3 separate regions of the Mus musculus genome follow, and regions 2 and 3 are each linked to region 1. Evidence: chromatin contacts called from public promoter capture Hi-C data. All regions are on one chromosome and are shown on one strand. Each heading gives the region's core, a stretch centred on a gene start, on an enhancer-like site or on the middle of the called end of the contact. The rest is flanking DNA. Distances are from core to core; before and after follow the strand shown. Region 1 holds the start of Eif2b2 (eukaryotic translation initiation factor 2B, subunit 2 beta). Region 2 holds the start of Ttll5 (tubulin tyrosine ligase-like family, member 5). Region 3 holds the start of Syndig1l (synapse differentiation inducing 1 like).

Region 1 (2,617 bases), core at 82-2,581:
TAGAGTCGGCCCTGAAAGCAAAGATACAGGTGAGCCAGACCCCAGCAAATTAAACAATATGCTATTTAGAGATTGCAAATATTTACTTTTTAATGTACTGCTGCATTCTATTTTTCTAGTAATTTATTAGGTTTTTCTTTTTGTTTTGCTAATGACAGGTACAGTTTTCCTGTACTATCTTTATATGATTTTGATACCGATCTAATCCCTCTGAAGACAATTTATCAGCTGTAAGGAAAGTCTTAAAAGTCTGGAAGATTCACTTTTGAGACATTTATCTTATATTTTTGGTTGTGAGCCTAGCCTTTAATGGCTGAGCCATCTCGCCAGCCCAAGACGTTTATCTTAAATAAATAAGAGATTCTAATTCCGTTTGGGTTCAGGGGACCCAGGATAAGCACAGCCTTTTTACCTCCCTAACTGCTTCAATACCGTGAATCTCTTTCTCAGTTTGTAAAGCCGGGGGAGGAGAACCTACCTCATGTAGCTGTATGACAGTAAGAACTTACAGCACTCAATACCTAGTAAGTGTCGGGTCAATGGAAGGACTTATTACATTGCATGTACTCGCCGGCCTCCAAATTGCAGGACAGCATTCTTGGTGTCCTATTAGCTTCTACTTTGTTTGTTTGTTATTTCGAGACAGGGTTTCTCTGAATAGCCCTGGCTGTCCTGGAACTAACTTCGTAGACCAGTCTGGCCTCAAACTTAGAAATCCACCTGCCTCTGCCTCCCAAGTGCTGGGATCAAAGGCGTGCGCCACCACAGCCCGGCTAGCTTCTACTTTGAATCTCTTTCATTAGTGACATTCCTTAGGGCTTTCGAGGCCGAGGATATAAAAAAGCAAACAACAACGTAAGAGCTAGGAATAGGAATGGTGGTACCACTTGCCTAGCACCTGTGAGATCCTACGTTCAATTCCTTGCACCGAGCGGGGAAAAGAAAGATAAAGTCGGTGGGGAATGGAACCCATTGGAAAAGGTGAACATGTTCAACCCGCGTTGCAGCAGCACTTTTCTGGGCGTCTCGAGCCCTGGACTCGCACTCATGGAGGCGTCTGCCAAGCATCAGGCAGCGATGGAGCCAGGAAGGAGGAAAGCCACTTCTGCTGGTCGCAGGGCGGGAGAGCCGCTCGCTGTTCCCATAGCAACCAGACTGGCCAGCGTCCTCCGGGCCTCCCGGCTCGGCGCGCAGACTCCCAAGGGGACCCTTCCAGCCGTCACTTCCCGGCGGTGCGCCCAGCTCCGCCCTAACACGTTTCTGATTGGCCTCAGCAGAGGGAGGGGCGGGCTTACAACTCCACGAACTCAATTATGTTTCACCGAGCGGAAGTTGACCTCTCTCGGCCCGGAAGTGAAACAGTGCTTTGGCAATTGAGGCTTCTGTAAGTGAGTCCCGGGACGGTGTTGGAAATGCCGGGTGCCGCGGCGAAGGGCTCGGAGTTGTCCGAGAGGATCGAAGGCTTCGTGGAGACTCTGAAGCGAGGTGGCGGGCAGCGCAGCTCGGAGGACATGGCTCGGGAGACCCTGGGGCTGCTGCGCCGGCTTATCACGGACCACCACTGGAACAACGCGGGTGCGGCAACTCATCCTCGTTCTTGTTCTATTCCTGAAGCTGATATTCACTTTCACCGCGCGCCTGCCCCGTTCACTCGGTCTCTCTTGGGTTTCAGGGGACCTTATGGATTTGATCCGCAGAGAGGGCAGGAGGATGACGGCTGCGCAGCCCTCCGAGACCACCGTGGGAAATATGGTGCGGAGAGTCCTCAAGATCATCCGGGAGGAGTATGGCAGGTCAAACTCACAGCTTGGGTGGGCTCCTGGTGGGACCAAGGGGTGCTGGCTTTTGGTTGTTAAACCGTGCCACCTATCAGCTTGAAGCCTCTGTTGTGGCTGAGCTGCTCCCGTTGCCCCAGTGATCACTCTTTGGGTCTTGTTGCCTCCATAGACTGCACGGGCGCAGTGACGAGAGCGATCAGCAGGAGTCCCTGCACAAACTCTTGACATCCGGAGGCCTGAGCGAGGATTTCAGCTTCCATTTTGCCCCACTTAAGGCCAACATCATTGAGGCGATTAATGAGCTGCTGGTGGAACTGGGTAAGAGATCTGATCACTAAGTGGACAAGTTAGGTCGCAGGCAAGTGAAACAGTCCCCTAGAAATTGTGCATTGACAGGGATAGGCGAGATCACCAGTCTTCTGGTTTGAACACCCATTTGGTAGGAGTGGATGGAAAACACCAAGCTTATAGTAACTGCATCTTTCAAGACAGACCTGCTCTTTAACAGTATATTAAGCGAGAGATTTCTTTTAGGGGAAGTTATTTTATTTTATTTTATTTTATAGCAAATGAACTTGCTGGGGATGTAGCTCAGTGGAAGAGTGCCTTACTTGAGGCTCTGGGTTTCATTCCCAGTGCTGCAAAAAACAGAAAACGAGTTCCCCAAAGCCGCATTTGGAAGTTTCTTTTTCACTAAACTTCATCTTGACTTCAAAAAATGTTTACTATTAGTGGTGTGTGTATGTGTGTGTGTGTGTGTGGGTCACAGGGCAACTTTGTAGAATTTGCGCATCCCCCTTTATGTGGGTTCCAGGGATGGAGGGCAGGTTTCCAGGTTT
Region 2 (2,617 bases), core at 73-2,572, 610 kb after region 1:
AAGCTGTAAGAAACTATCAGGCTTCCCTTATCACTGTGGTAATGTTTCAGTATGATTCCCTACTACCCAGTGTATATAGACATCAAGTGAAGTGATGACGAAAAACCAACTATAAAGGGCTCCAGGAGAGAAAGGGTGGACCCAGAGGAAAGAGGTCTCAAACGGGGACTGTCCCAGTCTAGAGATGCTGGGGTGTGCTGATCTTCACAGACACTTACAGCATATGCCAATCTACTTCTTTTTACTTTCTCCTCTCAACACCAGCTTGGGTTATTTAAAAATCCCCCCAGCCCGCCCCCGCACACACTCCCTTTCAGTAGAACGTAGAACTTACACCCTCCATTTATTTCACAGATCTTAGAAATCCCAGAGCTGATGAAAACACACCAGAGCATTTCTGTATGACTCTACCAATTCTTTAAACCCATTCCCTTGGAGTTATGAGGTGGAGAGAGAGGTGGGGTACACCCTTGCCCAGGTCAGCATGGATGCGATACTAATTAACAATCAATAGAGGCAGACTCCTATCCTAGCTACACCACTCATATCTGAGGGGTTCAGACAAGCCAGTGAGACTCTAGAGACTCGGTTTTCTCATCCGTAAAATGGGGATATAAGCCTCTATCTCGAGGGTTACCCGATAATACATGAGGAAAAGTGAAAGCTCGTTGCAGAGCTAGGTTCATAACGACTGCCCGTTCACTCACCCATCCCCAGAATTGACCAAATCTCCATTTTCCTAGCACCTCCTCTTGGACATCGTTTCTAGACTCCTCCACCACCACCTCCGGTTGCTTTCCAGGCAACCCCCACTTTCCTAAATTTTGCAGATAGTTTTACTCGGGTGCTACATCCCACTCCAAATTCTCCTACCTGACGATCCAGTACTACTGCAGCAGTATCAGCAGCATCCGCAAACCAGCTCTCCCTAGGCCAGCTCCGGTCCCAAGTCCACCTGGGCCACTTGTTCCCGCCCCCTCCCTCAGCCCAGCTCCAGGATTGGGTTGTTTTTGTCAGTCCTCGTTCTGATTGGCTACGCTGGCTCAGTTCGAGCAGGCGATAGGGAGTGAACTCCTTTGCTGCCAATCAGCAGTTGCCGCCGCCTGAGCCTCTTCCTGCTACGCCGCTCACGCGGTAAACCCTTCTGTCGAGCGTGGCGGAACTCTGAGTTTGGAGTCAGTCTTTTAGGGGTGGGGAAAACGCAGAGAGAAAAAGGAGCCAAGAAACCTTCTGGTGACAGCCTGGGTTGGCTCTGGTGTCTGAGCGCGCCGTGGTGACGCCATCCGTCAGCGCCCGCAGCCGAGCGTTGTTCGCGCCGCTGGCGGGCGCCTGCGCAGTGGCTCTTAGCGGGCGGTTGCTTGTTGGTTGTTGTAGTAACGGGGGAAGCAGCCTTCGGCGGCTGCGTTGATTCGGGCTGGGGAAGGAGGAGGGAGGTGAAGCAGAGCGTGGTCCCCGCCTGCCGGCCCCGAGCCGTGAGAAGATGAGACAGGTAAACGCCTGCGCCGGCGCGCTCCGGGGAGGTGCGCTCCAGGGTTAGGCGGGCGCCGCTGCGCTTCCCTCCGAGCTCCGGAGCAGCTGTTGGCTTCCGGGCGTGCTGGGCAGAAGCGCTGCGGCAGAGTCGCCGCGTCCTTGCCTGCGGAGCTGCCTGGGGTTGGGGTGTGCTGGGCTGGAGCTGGCGGCTGGTCCCTGTAGGGGCAAGGACTTCCTGAGCATTTATCTCGTTCTACTCTTCAGGGAGCCGAGGAAAGGTGGGCATCCCTGAAGGTTTTAACTTAAAAGACTCTCAAGCATTTTTGGGTAAGGTCGAGAAGTTCCTTTAGGAATCACCCGAAAAGAATCATTGAGGTTGTTTGGTATTACTCATTTCTGCTGAAGATGTGTAGGGTCGGGGTTAGTCACTGTTGCTGCTTGCTGCAGTTGCTTTGTTTTTGAGAGTCTTATTGTATAAGTCAATGCACAGACCAGCAAAAGCTTGGAGAATTGCCACGAATTGATTATCTTTGAGTAGTGACATTAAGGTTAAGCGTTTTCCCTAAACGTTTCTATTTTCTCTATAACGAACATGAAACTTTTTCTCTATGGAAAGTGTTTGAAGTTAGAAGCCTGGGAATTGGAGATTTCCTAATTTTATGTGTCTACTTGATATCCGGATTAAAATGTGTGATTAAAAAAAAAAGTACCAATAATTAGAGTATTTGACTTCCCCTTTCCCCGGCCATTTATGTGATCCCTGCTGAGGAGAAATATTTTCACCACCCTTTTATTAATAGTTCGGGTGATTTGGTTTTCCTAGAAACATAACAGCTTATTCTGTTTGCTTGTGGTAGAGTCTGTATAAATATTGGCAAGGGTTTTGAACCTTGGATTTTTATTTTGATCCTGGTCAGATTTGTTTAGCAAAGAATTTTCTAAACATAGGCTTATCAACTGTCCACATCAGTGCCCTAAAGCCTCTCCTTTGGTGCTTGCTCTTTTATTATATAAAACGACTCAAATTCAGTAACAGCTTTTTAGATACAGCAGAGACAGTATCTGTTTGAAAAAAATTTTGTGTCATACCCTTTTAATCCCAGCAGAGGCAGGCAGATCTCTGAGCTCTAGGCCAGCCTGGTCTACA
Region 3 (2,617 bases), core at 42-2,541, 520 kb before region 1:
AAGCTTGGACAACTAATGCCAGGAATTAGAAGCTGCCAACCAGAGCCTTTTGACCTCCAAGGGTGCGGAATTGAGCTGGGTGGGAGGGTGCCGAGGAGCCAGTCTGAAGACCGTGGTCAACCACAGCAGTGAACTAGTCTACCTCTACGCAGTTTTATTTCCATGGGTCTGTTCTGCCACTCACAGAACTCTGGGCTGAAGAACTGGAAGCACTTTGCAGGCCTGAATGAGCTCATGCTACATACTCTTGCCAGAGAGAGAGAGAGAGAGAGAGAGAGAGAGAGAGAGAGAGAGAGAGAGAGAGAGAGAACCAAATGGAAGCTCTGTCGGGGTCATCAGCACTCAGGCATATAATAGAAAACCAGATCCGGGTCCACTACGTTGTCTTCCCAAACCAAGCAGTGTGATGCAAGCCCAGCCCCTTTTCAAGAGGAAGAGAGTCACGGAAAAAGCTGAGGAACCTGTCACCTTTTCCTTTCCCCCAAAGAAATGTATTAACCAGTCCTGAGGAGATAGACAACCCCTGCCCCCATTTCCCTGTCCCAAGGGCTATTCCAGGGCAAAGAAACCCAAGAGCAAAGAGATCACAGCTTCTCCAGTCACTCTAGTGACCAGGCTTGGATGGGAAGGAATAGCTGAGTGAAATCCACTCAGATTTGACCAATGTCATGGAATCTTAGTGGAGACTGATACTAGGGAGTCTGGGAGACTCACATCAATGTTCCTGTAATCAGTAGGCAAGGTGTCTCAGAGCTGTCTCAGGTCAGGGCCAAGACCTGGAGGTACAGGGTCAAGGTGCCCAGGTACCTATCACAGTCTGGATGCCTCAAGTCTCTCCTAGAGTCACCCAACAAGGAGGTGAAGAGTGGGGCTGGACCTGGCCAGAGCTCTGAAGGAGTGCGAGGACCTGTAGGGGTTGGAGCTTCAGCACTGCTAGGCTCCCCCAGCATTCCCCAGCTCTCTCGGTGCCTAGCTCTGCGCTCCCGCTGCGCCCCCAGACGGCTCCTTACCTGTCGCTCTGCGGACCGTCCCGCCTCCTCGCGGGGCTCGGGGACCGGGCATGGGCCGGCGAGCAACGGCGTCCCCGCCTCGCGGCCGCGGTGAAGCTTCCAGGAGAGCTCCCTGCTCCCGGCCCGCGTCCCTGCCGCTGTCGCCGCCGCTGCTTCAGAACCGTGGACAGCTCCCGCTCGCCCGCCGCCGCCCCGCGCGCCCTACACGGTCCCGGGAGCCCCGCATCCCGGCTCCGCCGCGCTCAGCTCTCAGCCCGGCCCGAGGCGGCTCCGCGCCGACTTGGGGGAGCGGCGAGGAGGGTCCCCGCCTCCCGCCGCCACCGCCTGCCTCTCGCCTCCGTGCTCCCTTCCACGCTCCAGAACCAGCCCACCAGGCACTCCGGACCCAGCTCCCGGGAGGGGAGGGGCGGGGCGGGGCGGGGCGGGAAGTCGGGGAGCCCGGAGGAGGCGGCGGCGGCGCGAGGGGCGCGCAGCTGGAACCGGCTTTTCTGCTTCCTGGAGCCAAACCCTCTTCTCCAGCTTTTCTCCCCTGCCTCCTCTCGCGCACCCCAGAAGCGATGCGCGCGCGACCCTTGAGCTTCTTAGAGTATTTTTGAGCTCTGAGGCTCCCAAGCTCTGAGTTCAAATTATTGATCAGCCCTACAAAGAGAAACAAACAAACAAAAATATTTATTGAATGCCTACTAAATAAACCACGCCAGGTTATTTATTTATTTAGCCAGAGTGATCTCATTTAATTATCTTAACAATCTACTAGGTACCCTCTGTCTCCCAAACATGGATGAGTTGTGCTGAGGTCAACACAGCTTAAATATCGGGATTTGGAGACTTCAGTTCTGTTGGGAAGTATATAGGTTCTATAGCCCATGAGTTTTGGTGATAGTTTGTTCCAAACACTGTGTGACCCAGAGGAAGTTACAAAACCTGTCAAATTCTCCAGACGGAATCCATCAATGAGGGGGTCATATAAGGACATATATGTGACACATTGGCATCCAATAGGCTCAGTGGGTGAGCCATCTCTGTCATTCTCCCATGAGGAGGCCTGAAATCTAATCTGACTGTAGGGTTCTGGCGGCTCTGTGTTCCCAACTATGCGGCTCTTTTTTTTCTTCTTCTTGAGCTCCCATAGATTTTTATTTTTTTAGATTTATTCATTATGGGTGGTTATGAGCCACCATGTTATTGCTGGGATTTGAACTCAGGATCTTCAGAAGAACAGTCAGTGCTCTTACCTGCTGAGCCATCTTGCTAGCCCTTTAATTTAATTTAATTTAATTTAACTTAATTTAATTTAAATTTTTGTCATTTGTTTTGTTTTGTTTTGTTTTTTGTCTTTTTAAGCATGGTGAGAGATTAGCCCTACCGCGAGTGTTGTGAATGGATGGATACCAGCATTGTTCATGCCTTCCCCTCTACCCATGACAAGGTCTTGAGATTCATCATGGTACCCAGAGGACAGGAAAAAAGGCATATTCTCATTAAAGGAAGGTAAATAGCGATGGGCAAAGGGAACTCCAGAGCACGCTGAAGCTGAGGCAGCTGTAGAATCCTGGGAACAAAACTCTGCAGTGACCCCTCCCTTCTCCCATGTCGGGATGCCAACC

What was found. Promoter capture Hi-C pulls out the DNA fragments that hold promoters and counts their contacts. Capture Hi-C pulls out chosen DNA fragments and counts their contacts.
Region 2: a promoter capture Hi-C map of adipose tissue shows a contact between it and region 1. The contact joins the promoter of Ttll5 here to the promoter of Eif2b2 in region 1. A contact is called at or near these places in 3 of 484 Hi-C or Micro-C datasets (CD4 T cells, CD8 T cells and regulatory T cells), 1 of 115 datasets of contacts at active chromatin or transcription factors (trophoblast stem cells) and 1 of 9 other capture datasets (adipose tissue).
Region 3: a contact with region 1 is called in a promoter capture Hi-C map of stem cell-derived epiblast-like cells, with 3 times the contacts expected there. The contact joins the promoter of Syndig1l here to the promoter of Eif2b2 in region 1. A contact is called at or near these places in 2 of 39 promoter capture datasets (pre-B cells and stem cell-derived epiblast-like cells).

Annotation. Positions count from the first base shown.
Region 1 is chr12:85,218,150-85,220,766 of GRCm38.p6, forward strand. It overlaps Eif2b2 (eukaryotic translation initiation factor 2B, subunit 2 beta), which reads left to right and starts at 1,332. Exons shown (of 8, transcript NM_145445.4): 1 at 1,332-1,575; 2 at 1,673-1,793; 3 at 1,948-2,096. The coding sequence starts at 1,413.
Region 2 is chr12:85,823,598-85,826,214 of GRCm38.p6, forward strand. Ttll5 (tubulin tyrosine ligase-like family, member 5) reads left to right here and starts at 1,323. Exons shown (of 34, transcript NM_001081423.3): 1 at 1,323-1,489. Erg28 (ergosterol biosynthesis 28) reads right to left here and starts at 1,296. Exons shown (of 5, transcript NM_021446.3): 1 at 874-1,296.
Region 3 is chr12:84,697,516-84,700,132 of GRCm38.p6, forward strand. Syndig1l (synapse differentiation inducing 1 like) reads right to left here and starts at 1,292. Exons shown (of 4, transcript NM_001033334.2): 1 at 1,011-1,292.